2 separate regions of the Gossypium arboreum genome follow, and region 2 is linked to region 1. A link is a contact called in public Hi-C data. All regions are on one chromosome and are shown on one strand. The core of a region is the stretch at or near the end of the contact, and the rest is flanking DNA. Distances in the headings are between cores, read along the strand shown. Region 1 holds the start of LOC108489190 (inositol transporter 1). Region 2 holds the start of LOC108489433 (pentatricopeptide repeat-containing protein At3g22470, mitochondrial-like).

Region 1 (2,700 bases), core at 103-2,602:
GCTAACAAAGTCCTCATCATTAACACCATTTCTTCCTCCCCTACTCAGTCAATCATACACAAAAAGGAAAAAATAAAAATTTCTTTGGTTTCTTTCTTTTTCATGCTCTTTTATGACTGAAGTAAGTTTAGTATTTCAGAACACCTTTACAAGTTCATAATACCTGCAGGAAACTACTCTGCCTGACGATCTCAAAGTCATCTTTTATGTAAAGAAGGGCCCCTGATATTACACCTGCAATCATTATCATTTCCAAATGAGAACATGTTCCCAGAGAAATTAAACAGAAGAAGGAATGAAGAGAATCATGTGTTCCTGTTTTGTTCAGTTGAATATCTGATACTGCTTAAAGAAGTCCAGATAACATAATGCAGAAGCAATGAGCTAGATTAACAGTTTTAAGGGTTTTTTAAGTTACAAAAGCTCAATTGAATTGAGGAATTAAAAGAAAATCAATCATGTAATCATGTTAGACTAAGAGTGTTTCTTTCTTTGACACCAGATTTAAGACCAAAAATGTGTTTACTCAGTCTTTTTTCTTTTCCTGGTTCACAAAACCTTCAATGTCTAAGATCAGTTCAATTCTGCTGCTACAATCCAGACAATCAAACAAAACTTAGTTTAATCAATTGAAACATAAAAATCTTTGTCATTAGATGAACCGGACATTCAAACAAAACTTGGTTTCATCTATAGAAATATACAAATCTTTGTCATCAGATGAACCAGACTAAACAATAAATCTCATGATGAGCAAAAAAAGACAAAAGGTTAGAAATAAGGGTTGAAAGGGATTTAATACCTGTGTCATAGCCAAAGAGCAAGCCACCAATTCCAGCAATTACAGTAAGTCCTAAAACATAAGGATTACTGAAATATGACATTCGTCTCTCTGGAAACAAATCCAGATACCCTGAACTCCCGGGTAAAGACTCTAGCGTCATCTCTCCAACTAACAAACAAACACTCAAATTCTAATTCCCAGTTAGGTTTTCAGCTTATTCCCAACAATGAACAATTCAAAGCAAGGATTATAATTCTCTGACCCTTTCACTCTTGACGATATTAAAAGTCAATTGAGTTGGCAACAATGGTAGAATTTCCCTTAAAACCCAGAAATAGAAACAAATATATATTTTTGATTAATCAATGAAAACAGATCATGCATTAAAAAACCCAAAGCTTTCGCTTTTATTTTTCTGTTCTGAGAGGAAACTTCGGGTTTTTGAAGAAATTTTGTTTTTCTTATTTGCTTGCTGCGAGTGAGAAGGAAAAAGTGAAAACAAAGAGGATAATTGTTGAGATAGTGAGAGACGACAGCGGACAATTTTGATACGTAATAATTCTATTATATATTTGGTAATAGATACATATACGCAGTTTTTGTGTTTCCTAATTATTTTATTTTTCATGCTTATCCTATTAATGGAGTTAACATTAAGGGATAATAAATTCCAACCATTAAATAATTTAATTTTTAGCTTTTAAAAAGAAAATATTTATCACTTGAAACATTAATATATTTTATCTTTTAAAACCTTATTTTCTTCCTTTCAAAATTAAAATAATTTTCTAAATAAGTAAATTTTACAATTTGTGTATAATACCAAAAAAAACATAAATAGGGTGAAAATTGAAAAAAATGTTGATTTTAAAAATATTTAGAGAAATAGTTTGACTTTTGGGAGAAAGAAAACGCATCGTACAATATACATCAGTTCTTTTAGTCAGATAGTTAAATGTTAGTAGTTTTATTCTTGAGTCTTGAGTTTGATTCTCTTCTATTTTTATTTCATATCGTATCAAGCTTTATTTTTAATTTTAATTCCTATTTTTAACATATTAACTCCTCTTGTAGATTGTTAAATAATAGTGATTTTATCTTAAATTTCTATATTCTTTCATGTTGTTTCAAATTTTTTAATTAATAAATATATTATTTTCAAGTTTTTTAAATTTTTACTTCATATTTTTATTTAATAAATATTTTATTTATAAAATCAAATAATTATTGATAATTATATAATAAAAATATTTTTGATAAAATTGATATTTATCATTATGTTAAATATATTTTATTTTTAAAACATCAACTAACTTTTTAGATATAATTTTTATATGTCAAATATTTATTTTCTCCACTTATATTATGGGTAAGGTGATTTCTAATATTATAAAATTAAATAATTATTTCAAATATCATTATTTTTCATCTACATTGTGGGTATGATATTTCAAATATTTTTATATGTGAAATATTTCAATTAATTATTTCAAATATCATTATCTTTATATGTGAAATATCCCAAATGCACATACAAAAATATATTTTACTAAAATTTACTACACTCATTATATGGATTGAAAAATAAATATTAAACATATAAAAATATTTATTACAAAGAATGATATTTGACAATAATTATTTGTTTCTATAAATAAAAGAGTTATTAATTAAAAGATGAATTAAAATAAAAATTTAAAAATAATATATTTATTAATTAAAAATAAAAAATTTGAAATAATATAAAATAAAAATATCAATATATTTAGAAAAATATCACTAACAGTAAATCATCTTACCAAAAGAACTAATATGTAAAAAAAAGTCAGAAAGCGCATTTTGTAAAATGTATTTTTATTTCTCTTCAAAATTAACTTAATTTTTTAATATCAAATATAAAATGTTATTTTTCTAAA
Region 2 (2,922 bases), core at 324-2,823, 140 kb after region 1:
TGCTGTATGTGACAATATCAGGGGTTGGTCCTTTCTGTGATATTTCGTGAAAGAGTTCCATTGCTTCATCTACCCTTTTAGCTTTGCAATATCCGTTGATCATGATGTTGTAACTACGTATAGCGGGTGCACAACCCTTCTTACTCATCAACTGAAATACTCTTCTAGCTTCATCCATTTTGTTTTGCAAGCAATGACCATTTATTAATGCATTATATGTGACAACATCAGGCTCAATGCCTTTCTTTCTCATTGTATCAACAATATCTTCAGCTTTAGAAACCATTCCCTCTTTGCAATGTGCATCAACCAATATACTGAATGTGACAACATTAGGTTCAATGCCTTGCTTTCTCATTGCATCAACAGTATCTACAGCTTCAGAAATCATCCTCTTCTTGCAATGTGCATCTATCAATATATTATACGTGACAATATCAAGAGAAATATTGTTACCCGCCATTTCATTCAAAAGCGTTGTTGCCTCCTTCTGCTGGTCCAAGTTACACACACCATGAATTAAACAATTGTAAATAACAATATTTGGTCTAATTCCCTTAACTTTCATTTTGGAGAAAAGATCAAGAGCCTCACTTAGTAACCCCTTCTTACAAAAACAGTCAATGACAGTGCTATATGCTACAATATTGGGTTTGAAACCTCTTCCTTCCATCATTCTTAGAAACCTAAGAGCTCGATCAGTATTCCCGGTCTTGCACAAACCATTAAGAACTGTAGTGTAAACAATTAAATTAGGTCGATACCCTTTTTCCACCATTTCATCAAACAAGTTCAAAGCCTCAGATATCTTACTTCGCTTACAAAGTCCATTAATCAAAGTGGACAAAGTTACAACATCAGGTTGAACACCTACCTTCATCATTTTCCCCAAAACAGAAGACCCAAAATCAATATAACCTAATTGACAAAAGCAATTAATCAAGATGTTGAAAGAATAAATGTCATAGGAAACTCCTAATAATTCCATCTGGCTATACATAGAAACAACAATGGCATAATGTTTCATTCTAACAATGGCTCCTAATAATTTGTTGAATTCCACAACTGAAGGCTTTCGGTGCTTCGCAACCATCTTATTAAACAAAGTCAAAGCATCATCCACGTTATAGAAGCAATCATACTTTTTTTGGTTTCCCCTTGCAGAGATATGGGGAGAAATGGTGTTAAAATAACAAGAAAATGAAGAGTGGAAATTAGAAAAGTTCCTTCCACCATTAACAATATGACGAAGAAGCAATGAAGAATGAAGCTTACCCATATCTTGAAATTAAGCGAAAGGAAAAGAAAGAGGTGAGCTTCAAATGAAACCCCAAATGGCGGCGGCAGTCACCGATATTCCGTTTAAAGGCTATCCCTAATTGGCAGATTGGTGAGTCATGGTTTGAAGGTGTTTGGAGGTAATCGCTTCATTTCCTTCTTTGTTTGCTCTGCTAAATTTGCTATTCCAGGTGCAGACCGCTTCTATTCATCCAAATCCTCTTTAGGTAAATTTGTTTTCTTTTGGAATTTTTTAGGTAAATTTCAGACTGGTCACCTGTTTATTTGTGTAATACTAAACCAAGTAGTCAATGGTAATTCATTTTATTAATTTTATTTAATTTTTTAAATCAATAAATTTAACTTTCAATATTTTCGTTTAATTTTAATTTAATTTTTTTTCTAAATTTTCATATATATATATATGATTTATAAGTTATTAAAATTTATAAAAAATTAAAATTATACTTAAAATTTGTTAAATTTTAACATATTATTTAAGAAAATATATAATGTATAAAAAATAGTCATGATTGAATTTAAATAAAACAAAACATTTGTATTATTAAATTGTAATTTATATTGATCAAGATCAAAATCAAGGAGAAGCTTTTTTTTTAATCTAAGTAGGGTTAATTATTTTGAGTTCGAATTTAGGAAATGTGTCATGTTGGGTTTTGAACTTTTTATTTATTTATATTAATATTTAAACTTGACAATTGCCTTGATTGAAACTTAAAATTTTTTAATTCAAGTTAAACCTTAATATTTTCTTGAAAATGGTTGAATCAAACCGACTATTGATAAAAAAAATTAAGTACTAAGATTTTAATGTTAGATTTAATAAGTATTGAATTTAATTTATAAAAATTAATTTATCTATTATTAAAATTAAAGGCTAAATATAGATATATTGTTTGATAAATGTAAATGTAAAAATTTGAAAATTTTCATCTTATATTTGTATCATGAATTTTAATTTGAATATAAAATATACTTGGTAAAAATTACGAGTTAAATATAAAAATATCATAAAATAAATATTTTTATATAATGCCTATAATTATTCATATTTTTTTACAACTCACGTATTCAAGACGCTCAAACTTATATTTTCATGTATTAGTATTACTATCGATACAAATCAAACTAAAATTTAATAAAAAATAAATTTAAATTATTGTGGTTTGATGCAATTTAAATGATAATGCATAATGTGAAAGAAAAAAATGAAATAAAGTATGAATTGGCTTAATGTATGATAAGTTATTAAACATGTTAAAAAAATTAAATTACTAAAACTATTAACTTTCAGCAAATTGAAATTTTTAATGGAAATAGGAAAGGTGCCTAACATAACAAAATACTTAGTGAGAGACCGTTATGTTAAAGAACAACTTCCCTAATCAGAGTCACAGTAACCATATAGTCGTAGATTACAATCAGCTCGTAGAAGTATTCCTTGTTTAAGACTTTCCTTCAAATAACAAACCATGCGCAAATTTGCTTTCCAATGAGCTTCCTTTGGTTGATGCATAAATTGTGCCAAGATATGAACACTATAGGATAGCTCAAATTGAGTGAAAGTCAAATAAGTCAATCTTCCCACAAATCTCCGATGCTTCTCCGAATCTACCAAAACAC

What was found. Hi-C and Micro-C count contacts between places; a contact is called where the count stands out from the background.
Region 2: a Hi-C map of leaf shows a contact between it and region 1, with 2.1 times the contacts expected there. The contact joins the promoter of LOC108489433 here to the promoter of LOC108489190 in region 1. A contact is called at or near these places in 3 of 5 Hi-C or Micro-C datasets (all in leaf).

Annotation. Positions count from the first base shown.
Region 1 is chr10:40,576,389-40,579,088 of ASM2569848v2, forward strand. LOC108489190 (inositol transporter 1) reads right to left here and starts at 1,353. Exons shown (of 6, transcript XM_017793530.2): 1 at 803-1,353; 2 at 164-234. The coding sequence starts at 944.
Region 2 is chr10:40,715,345-40,718,266 of ASM2569848v2, forward strand. LOC108489433 (pentatricopeptide repeat-containing protein At3g22470, mitochondrial-like) reads right to left here and starts at 1,574. Exons shown (of 3, transcript XM_053019933.1): 1 at 1,276-1,574; 2 at 814-874; 3 at 1-732. The coding sequence starts at 676.